Linked DNA regions of Mus musculus: region 1 is linked to region 2. The links are chromatin contacts, called in public promoter capture Hi-C maps. All regions are on one chromosome and are shown on one strand. Each heading gives the region's core, a stretch centred on a gene start, on an enhancer-like site or on the middle of the called end of the contact. The rest is flanking DNA. Distances are from core to core; before and after follow the strand shown. Region 1 holds the start of Zfp286os (a long non-coding RNA gene). Region 2 overlaps Lrrc75a (leucine rich repeat containing 75A).

Region 1 (4,327 bases), core at 1,021-3,520, 130 kb before region 2:
TTTCTGGACTGTGCACTTCGACTCTACCACAACTGAGTCATGCGTGATTATTGCAACTGTGCTTCAACTGAGGGGGCTGTGGAGGCTGAAGATCGTCTTTAAAAGGAAGAAAGAAATCAAGGTGGAAAGAGGAGCTGGAGAGGAAGCTTGGATACTTTTGGACAGATTTCAGAGACTATCCAAGATATGGGAGTAGTTTAAAATTTTTTAAAAGGAGGAAGTAAATATGAGAGAAAGGAAAAGACTAAGAGTACAGGGGAGAGCATGAGAAGTGACCAGCAGTACAGTGAGGAATGCCTTACAGGAGACTGACTAAGAAATGAGATCCTAAACACCTAACAATGTACCCACGAAGGCGGAACCGACGTGAGACGCCAGAGTGGAGATTAAGTAATACGAATTAAAATGAATACTTGTGGGACGGATCGCTGGCACCGCTACAGTGAGTTGAAAGATGAAATTCTTAAGAGGCCTCTGGCTCTAGCCTGCCCCATTTGAACCTGTGGAGGGAAGAGGCCAGTGGGATCTATTCGATGCAGTCACATGAGAACAAATAAAGAGCTCTAGTGGCATTCCCGCAACATACAGACACAATGTGACCACATTGGGAAAAGGTATAAAAGTCTAGTGACACCCGTACCCCAAGATCATCTTCGGGGTCCTGACATGTTTAAGTTTAAATAGAGAATGGTTCTGGTTGTAGTCCACTTGTAAAAACAGTCGCAACTCCTTTCCTGCCTCAGCCTGCAGCGATCACAGGAGCTGTCCAGGGAGCAGCACCTCCTCTCCAGCCTTTCCAAAAAACAGCTCAGCCGCACATTGATGGCACCTCAACCTGTGTGGCCTGTGGCCTGGAAGATCTTCCCATCCTAACCCTTGGGCCCAACGCAGGGAAAGAGGGCTGAAAAAAGCTACCAATCCCTGAACAGAGAAACCCACCAATCCCTGAGCTCCCCCAAGCTCAGGACTTGAAATCCTACCAATCCTCAATCCGGAAATCTCTGTGGGGGTTCTCCTCCCGCCCCCCAAAAGCTCCGCCCCTAGCTGTGTAAACCCTGCTCTTGGTTCAACTTCTTGCTGTCCACTCCTGGGAGCAGTGGCAGCCACCCCTGGATTTGTCCCTCGTCTCCCTGGATTCATCCTTCCACTAGATCTCTTTCCTGAGATTTGCTGTCTGGTGGGACTCTCTTATCAGAAGCAGCCAAGAAGCAATGAAGAGAAGGGAAGAATGAGAAAAGGGGAGCAAGGCTGAGTGAGCCTCGTGAGCAACTCGGCTCAGCTGGGGAGACCCTCTCCTGGGAGCTGCAATGCCTCTGCTGAGGAGACTTCCTCTCAGAGCTGTGTGGTTCCTGGGCCGGGTGTCTCGGGATGCTCTTCCATCGGGATAACCTTCTCCCCTCTGAGCAGTGTGGCTCCTGGGTTCCTGAGTCCCAGGATACACTTCCAGACTGGTCAAAGTGTGAACCTGTCCATCATCAAAGATCCAGTCTCTTGTAGAAAGAAGATGGACCGGTATGATGTCAGAACTGTGTGAAATCTCTTTCCCGGACCTAAGTTTCCCCACTGGCTGGCACCAGACCCCTTTAGCATATTTTCATCCCTGTCAGGAAAGTTAAAGAACCAAAAATGATAGTGTAGATAGATATCGCCAGTTTTCCAATCAAGAAATTCAAAGCCAAGCAAAGTGTGGACATTCACCAACTCTCCTGGCTTCTGAGACTTTATAGGTGGCCTCTCTGCTCTCTGGGTGCCTTTCTTTAGCAACACAGAGGTGACCTTAGAAAAGATCTTGCCAAAGGTTCCTAGTGCTAGAGAGTGACACGGCCGTGGCCTCTAGACACAAACATTCCAATGTGATTGTATTTCTTAGATTGCGCGGAAGGTTGATAATCAGTAAACTGTTCTTAATCGCGAGGAAGGTTAAATGAAGAGTCTCTGAATGAAGGTTAACGTTGGCCGCCTTGCGGCGCGGTTCCGTGCTCACCGAGCGCCCTCTGCCGGGCACACAGCGGCCGCCAGGTACTTCTGCCCGGGTGCAGACGGGGGTGCGCTTTCCCTTCGTGAGTGCACGGCCTGGCCGATCCGGACCTAGCCTATCGGACCCTCCCATCCCTGAGGAGAGCGGCCTGGGCCACAGAGGCGGGATGCTGTAGGTCTCCCCTGCGCCCTCTGGTGGAGCGGAGCTTCAGAGCTGCAGCGTCACCAAGACCTCAGCCCTACCCGGGCCGGAGCAGCGGACCGCGTCAGAGAGGAGGGTGGACAATCCAAGGCCAGCCTCACCGGAGATGGCTTAGCCTGAGAGCTGAGCTGCATTCCTTCACCGGGCAGCTTGCACTGGCTGGCTGATTTTAAGCCATTTCAAATGATCCCTTTTTAAGCCATTTGTCATTCCCTGGCACGATCGTGGAATAGAATAATGTGCATTGGTTGGGACATGCTGGACTGGTCCAGGGTGCTGTAAGCGCTGCCAGAGCGTGCACCCTTCCTTCTTTACTTTTAAATGCACTGATACGGGAACCACAAGTGAGGTTTCTCCTTAAGTCTGTTGATAATTGTGCAGTAGATGGAAGAAACTCTTGTAGTTTCTAAAAGAATTTACCTAATACTCATAGAGTAGATGTTAAGTCAAACTCAGGTAGACGAAGAAAGGGTGCAGAGCTACAACATTCCAGTTCTCCAGAATCACTAAAGTTTATTATTAATCGATCCGCCTTGTTTGTACAATCTTTAACACAGGTGTGTCTTTTTTTTTTTTTTTTTTTCTTTTTTCTTTCTGGAAACTTCAGGTCACAAACAGGCTAAACACTGTGTCTAGCTGTGTGGCTTGTGTCTTGGTTAAAGGGATAAGATGCTGCAAGGGTGGTTAGCACTGGCCACTTTTGTTCTTTGAGACAGCTTTAGAGAACTTTTTAAATTTTGTGTATTGGAATAATAATGCCCATCAGATTAGTGTAAAGATTAAATGAGAATGTGTTTTTAAAGTTGCTTGTGCAATGTCAGACCAACCAGCTGTGACTACATTTAATAATCTTATGAACCCTAGATCTCCGGGGGCGGGGGGGAGAGACAAGTTGGATCTCACTGATGTTGCAGGGGTCTTCCCTGTGTTTCATGGGGCTCATCCCTGTGTTCCCTCATGGGAGCCCTGTCTCAGGGTTCCTGCGTGGTGAGTCTGAAGTTTCTAAGGCAGGACTGGTTTGCACGGTTTACCACTCTTCCCTACATTCCTCTCGGCAGGACAGCCACCCTTTCAGAAAGCAGAAGCAGAGATGGCTGCTGGGATGTTTGCAATTGGACCCCTGGTAAGTCGGGGTCTACTGGTTCCTGCCTGCTGCGTTGTCTGGGGGGCATCTACTGTTCTGGAATCTCGAAGCTTCTCTGCCTCACCCACACTCCTTCAACTGAGACCAGAGCCACATTTTTTGACCTATAAAAAATGGGGCCACCCCAATAAAAGTTATTATGTGTAAAAGAAAGTGCTCTCTGTTGGGGGGACAAAGGCCCGTGTAACCACTGAGCACTAGGGAGCCAGGAATGCTAAACACACCCGAGCACCTCCTCAATGCAGGAAATAAAAACCTGGTTTTCACCCCCAGAAGACTTGGAGTGGATATTGTTGACATCTGGTGACCTTTTTGCTATCTATGGTGACCTGATTTTTCCATGTTCTAATAATCAAAATGTATGGTGTTTTCAGCACTAGGGTCTCGCTGTCAAGTTCTTGGAAGCAACCAAGAGCAGTGGCAATAGCTGGCATTGTTCCTTTTGAACTCGGTTGGGTGGTTTAACTCGGCTGTTCTGGCTCAAACTCCTCTCCGAGCTGACTGATTCACACTGGCTTCTCTGGGCTTCTCCTGAATTGCTGTTTAGCCTCAAACTAACTGTGTCGATCTCTTCTGGTCCTCTGGTGAGAGAACAAATATTCTGGGTTCAGACTCCATCTTAGAGAACTTGACCTAAGGTTCAACTCAAGCTAATTAACAAACAGGCATCTAGCACTAGTTTCTAGGTTATCCACCAACAAGACCTAAGTTTAGCACCAGTTTCCAGGTTGTTCCCTAACAAATCTACACCCCCCAGGTTACAAGCCTGCCCCTGACACTTCACTTCCTAACAACCACCAATCAGGAGGAAAACAGAAGTTAAGTTTCTGATTTGACTTTCAGCACCAGCCAATTATGTTAAAGGCCATAATGGCCTCCTAATCAAATGTGTACCTGGCTAATACCCCATTCTTGCCTCTATAAATGCTTGCCTGAAACTGGGCTCTGGGCCTCCTCCCATTCTTCTGTGTCAGAGATGGTAGTGTGGCCCAAGCTTAAGCTTA
Region 2 (3,915 bases), core at 1,310-3,809:
TGTATACTATGTTCATACAGTGTTCAGGGAGGCCAGAAGAGGGCATGGGATCCCCTGGAACTGAAGTTATAGACTAGCGAGTGCTGCTGTGTGGGCGCTGGGAATGCAACCCTGGCTCTCTGTAAGGACAGCCAGTGCACATAACCACTGAATCACTCCTCCAACTTCCATATCCAATTTTCTCAAGTTCACCAATACCCATCCTGAAAAATCAGGACTTGGCTAGATTCCTGATCTGTTATTAAATATTAGCAAAGTCGGCTTTTAAATATGCTCTCGGTGAAGTTCTCTGAACACATTTCAAAGCTGCCATAAGTTTAATTGAATCTACCCTCAGTGTTCTGCTTAAAATCATAAGACCTAATGTAATTAGCCTTTTCTTTTTAAACTTTTTGTGAGTGTATATGTGTTGGGGTGTATGCGTGTATACATGCCGAGGGACACACACATAAGTCCTTAAGTCCTACTGAGTATCTCTTCTCTCCTTCTACCATGTAGGTCATCAGGCTTGGTCCCTAACCCAGAGCTGGAACCAGGACACCCCCCCCCCCACACACACACACACACACGTAGAGATGACATAGGATCACTGGCTGTTCAATTCCCAGCAACCACATACACGGAGGCTTACAGCCGTCTATAGTTTCAGTTCCCTCAGATCCTGTGCCATTTTCTGGCCTCCAGGGTCGCCGCGTGCATGTGGTACACAGACATACAGACAAAATATCCATGCACATAAAATAATAAAATAAATTTTATAAAAACATAAACACTACACAAAATTTTGGGGGGGAGGGAGGTTTGAGACAGGGTTTCTCTGTGTAGCCCTGGCTGTCCTGGAACTCACTCTGTAGACCAGGCTAGCCTCGAACTCAGAAATTCGCCTGCCCCTGCCTCCCGAGTGCTGGGATTAAAGACGTGCACCATCACGCCCGGCAACACTACACAAATTTACTATGTGAAATTTTTTTGAGATAGACTCTCACTAAGTTACCCAGGCTGGTCTCAAACTCACAGAGATCCTCCTGCCTCTACTCCCCAACCCCCTCCCAAGTGCTGGGATTAAAGGTGTGCGCCACCACATTCAGCTTCTGTGTCTTAGGTTTTCCCCCCCACTTGTTGATATTTTTTCCAGGGCTGAGAATAAGACTCAGGGACTCATGTGCTAAGCAAGCATGCTATCCCTGACCATCTCACTCCCACTTGGGGGATTGTGGGGTTTTTTTTAAATTTTTCTATGTATGAGTGTTTCGTCTGTATGTATGTGTACCACCTGCTTGCTTGGTACCCTCAAGGATCAGAAGGTGTCAGATACCCTCATACTGGAGTTATAGATGGTTGTGAGCCGTCCACCACCTTGCTGCTGAGATCTGAACCTGACTCCTCTGCAAGAGCAGCAAGGGTTCCTAACAACCGATGCATCTCTCGTTTAATTTTTTTAATTCTTTTATGTGTATTGGTGTTTTGCCTGCATGTGTGCTTGTACACCATATGCATACTCAGTGCCGGTGGAGGCCAGAAAAGGGTTTCAGATCCCGTGGGACTGCAGTTAAGAGCCGAGTTTGCGCTGCCATATTGGTGCTAAGAATCCCATGGATCCTCAGGAAGAGCAGCCAGTGCTCTTAGCTGCTGAGCCATCTCTCCTGCCCCTCTCCTTGGTTCTAAATGCAGTTTCTCATACGGAGCGGAGGACCATCTTGGGGGTATAGTGGGACTACTACTTGCCCACACTACTGTGTGAGGTGGCAACCGACAGAAGCCCCAGGACCAGGGGAGAAGGAAGCAGAATGCTGACTAAGCAGAGCCAGCCTTCCTTACCCTCAGTGACCTCAGCTGGTGTCAGCAGTAGCACAGGAGTCCTGTCCCCCTTTGCCTATTGAAGCCTTGAGAGGAGTGTCACCATTGTCTCAAGTCACTGTGCTAGATTCCTAAGGCGCTGGGACAAATTACTACCAACTGGGTGGCCTCAAACAAAGGGATTTTATCCTTCCCTCCTTTCTGCTTCAAGGGGTTGTCACCCCATCCCTCCCAGCTCCCCCCACCCCAGCTCTGCCCCCCCCTGCTGTTGCATCACCTCTCTCTGTTCTGTGAACACCCAGGTTGGATTTGGGAAACCTGGATAAACAAAGGTGACATCTTCCAAAATTCTTAAATTAATTTCATTTACAAAGAACTTTTTCCACGAATGGCCACCTTTTGATTTCTGGGCACAAGAGCATGAGGGTGTCTTGGGGTGGAGTAGGAGGTCACTATTCAGCTGTCTGCATCCATGGATGTGTGTGCATATATCCCAAGCCTCCCTCCCTTCCCTGGGACATGTTAAAGCTAGCCTTCTTCCCATACTATTTTCTTCCCCTTGGAAGAGCCTCTGCTCAGGTGCTTCAGCTCCGACACATCCTGGCTTCTCTCTCTGGAGGCTTCCTGGAGCTGTTTCCTAACAGCACCTGACATTTCCCTCCCCTCCCCCGGGATTCCCCTGGAAGGAGAGTCGCTGGGAGGGAGATAGGAGTTCAGGCACCAGCTGCAGCCGGTGTTCCCCTGGCAGGTTCCCTCCTTTGAGAGATATGCCAGGATTGCCCCCTGAGCCTGGAGGAGAGGCTGCCTCGCTGCTTCCTGCTTGCCCTCTGGGCATTAATTAATTTCCTTCTAGGGGGCTGTGCATGCTTGCAAGCTCATTAGGCATCCCTGCACTCAGGCTGTGGCTGTCTGTACAGTCTGTCTGTCCTGTCTGTCGGCCGTCTGTCTGTCGACCGTCAGGGTTGTTGTCTACCTTCCCAGTTAGAATTCAGAGGGGCAGCCTCCCTCCTCTCCCCACTGTGCTGATGAAGAAACTGTAGAGCCACGCTTGGAGGAGAGAGGCAGACGCCAGCTCACTCCCTGCAGGGAAGGTCTTTGAAAGAAAAGGGGGGTGGGGTTTAAAATAGAAAGTGCCTAGCAGTCCCCTCTGTGGCTTTCCCTGCAGCACTCTCTGTAGACAGCCCCCTCTCCAAAAACAAAGGGGGAGGGGGGAGGTAGGGGAGACCAGCAATGAGAACACTGCAAACAAAGACAGGTGGGCAGTTTGAGAGAAACCCCCTGTGGGCATCATGGAGCTGGCCCTACAAGGAAAGGATCCAGGCTTCCTGAAGAAGGGTCCGAAGCCACTTTCTCCCTCAGCCTGACTACTTCAACCACAGGTTAGGGATTGGTCTTGGAACCACAATTTGGAATTGCTCTCCACTCCCTCTCCCATGCTTGTGTCTGCATCCCTTCAGAGAGAGTGGCTTAAGACTACAGGCAGGAAGAGAGTGACCAGGAGATGTGAAGGCTGTCCACACAAAGTCAGCATAGGGCTGACAGTGTCCTGCAGGACTGTTATAATGGTTTTGAACCTGCAGGTGTGTTATAATGGCCGTGGGCACAGCCTCTCTTGCCCTTATTGATGTGGAGATCTGGGTTGTCCCTTTCCCATTGCAGAGTCACAGCAACCAGGCTTCTCCAGTGTTGGTCTCAGCCAGCCAGAGCTGAATTCAGCTTTTACCCCAGGAGAAGGCCATTCTGAGGGGCTCAGGTGTCACCCTCAGGAGTGAGCATGTGGGGGAGGGGAGAGGAAATGGGATAACTACCATGGAACCTGAGCCTCATCTCTGAAATTGAACTGCGGGATCACAAAGAAATGAGCTCAGTGGGAAAGGAGCAAAAGGCCACCGGAAGAGGCCACGAGGGGGCGGGGCCGAGTGTGATGATAAGGAAGATTAATGAGCAAGGGAGAGAATCGCAGAGAAACTGAAAGGCTAGCTGGCTGGCTCTCTGACCTTCCCGGCAACAGTGAATGTGGTGATGACCACAGAATGTGAGATCAGGTGTGGAAGGCGCTGAGACCATGCACTACTAATATTATCTAGAAACTATAAACATGGGGACATAGAGAGCCAA

What was found. Promoter capture Hi-C pulls out the DNA fragments that hold promoters and counts their contacts.
Region 1: a promoter capture Hi-C map of stem cell-derived epiblast-like cells shows a contact between it and region 2, with 4 times the contacts expected there. The contact joins the promoter of Zfp286os here to the enhancer-like site in region 2. A contact is called at or near these places in 4 of 39 promoter capture datasets (embryonic stem cells, hippocampal neurons and stem cell-derived epiblast-like cells) and 2 of 9 other capture datasets (adipose tissue and pancreatic islet).

The regions. Positions count from the first base shown.
Region 1 is chr11:62,754,763-62,759,089 of GRCm38.p6, reverse strand. It overlaps Zfp286os (a long non-coding RNA gene), which reads right to left and starts at 2,270. Exons shown (of 3, transcript XR_879919.3): 1 at 1,985-2,270. It also overlaps a transcript of Zfp286 not described here.
Region 2 is chr11:62,629,260-62,633,174 of GRCm38.p6, reverse strand. The region is part of intron 1 of Lrrc75a (leucine rich repeat containing 75A); the gene reads left to right. Among named protein-coding and RNA genes, the nearest start is that of Lrrc75aos1, 3.5 kb to the left of the region's middle. Within about 2 kb of position 2,559, at least 75 of the 459 cell types and tissues checked have an H3K27ac peak or open chromatin away from gene starts, as enhancers often do. A contact at or near this core is called in embryonic stem cells, pancreatic islet and stem cell-derived epiblast-like cells, where this site is marked.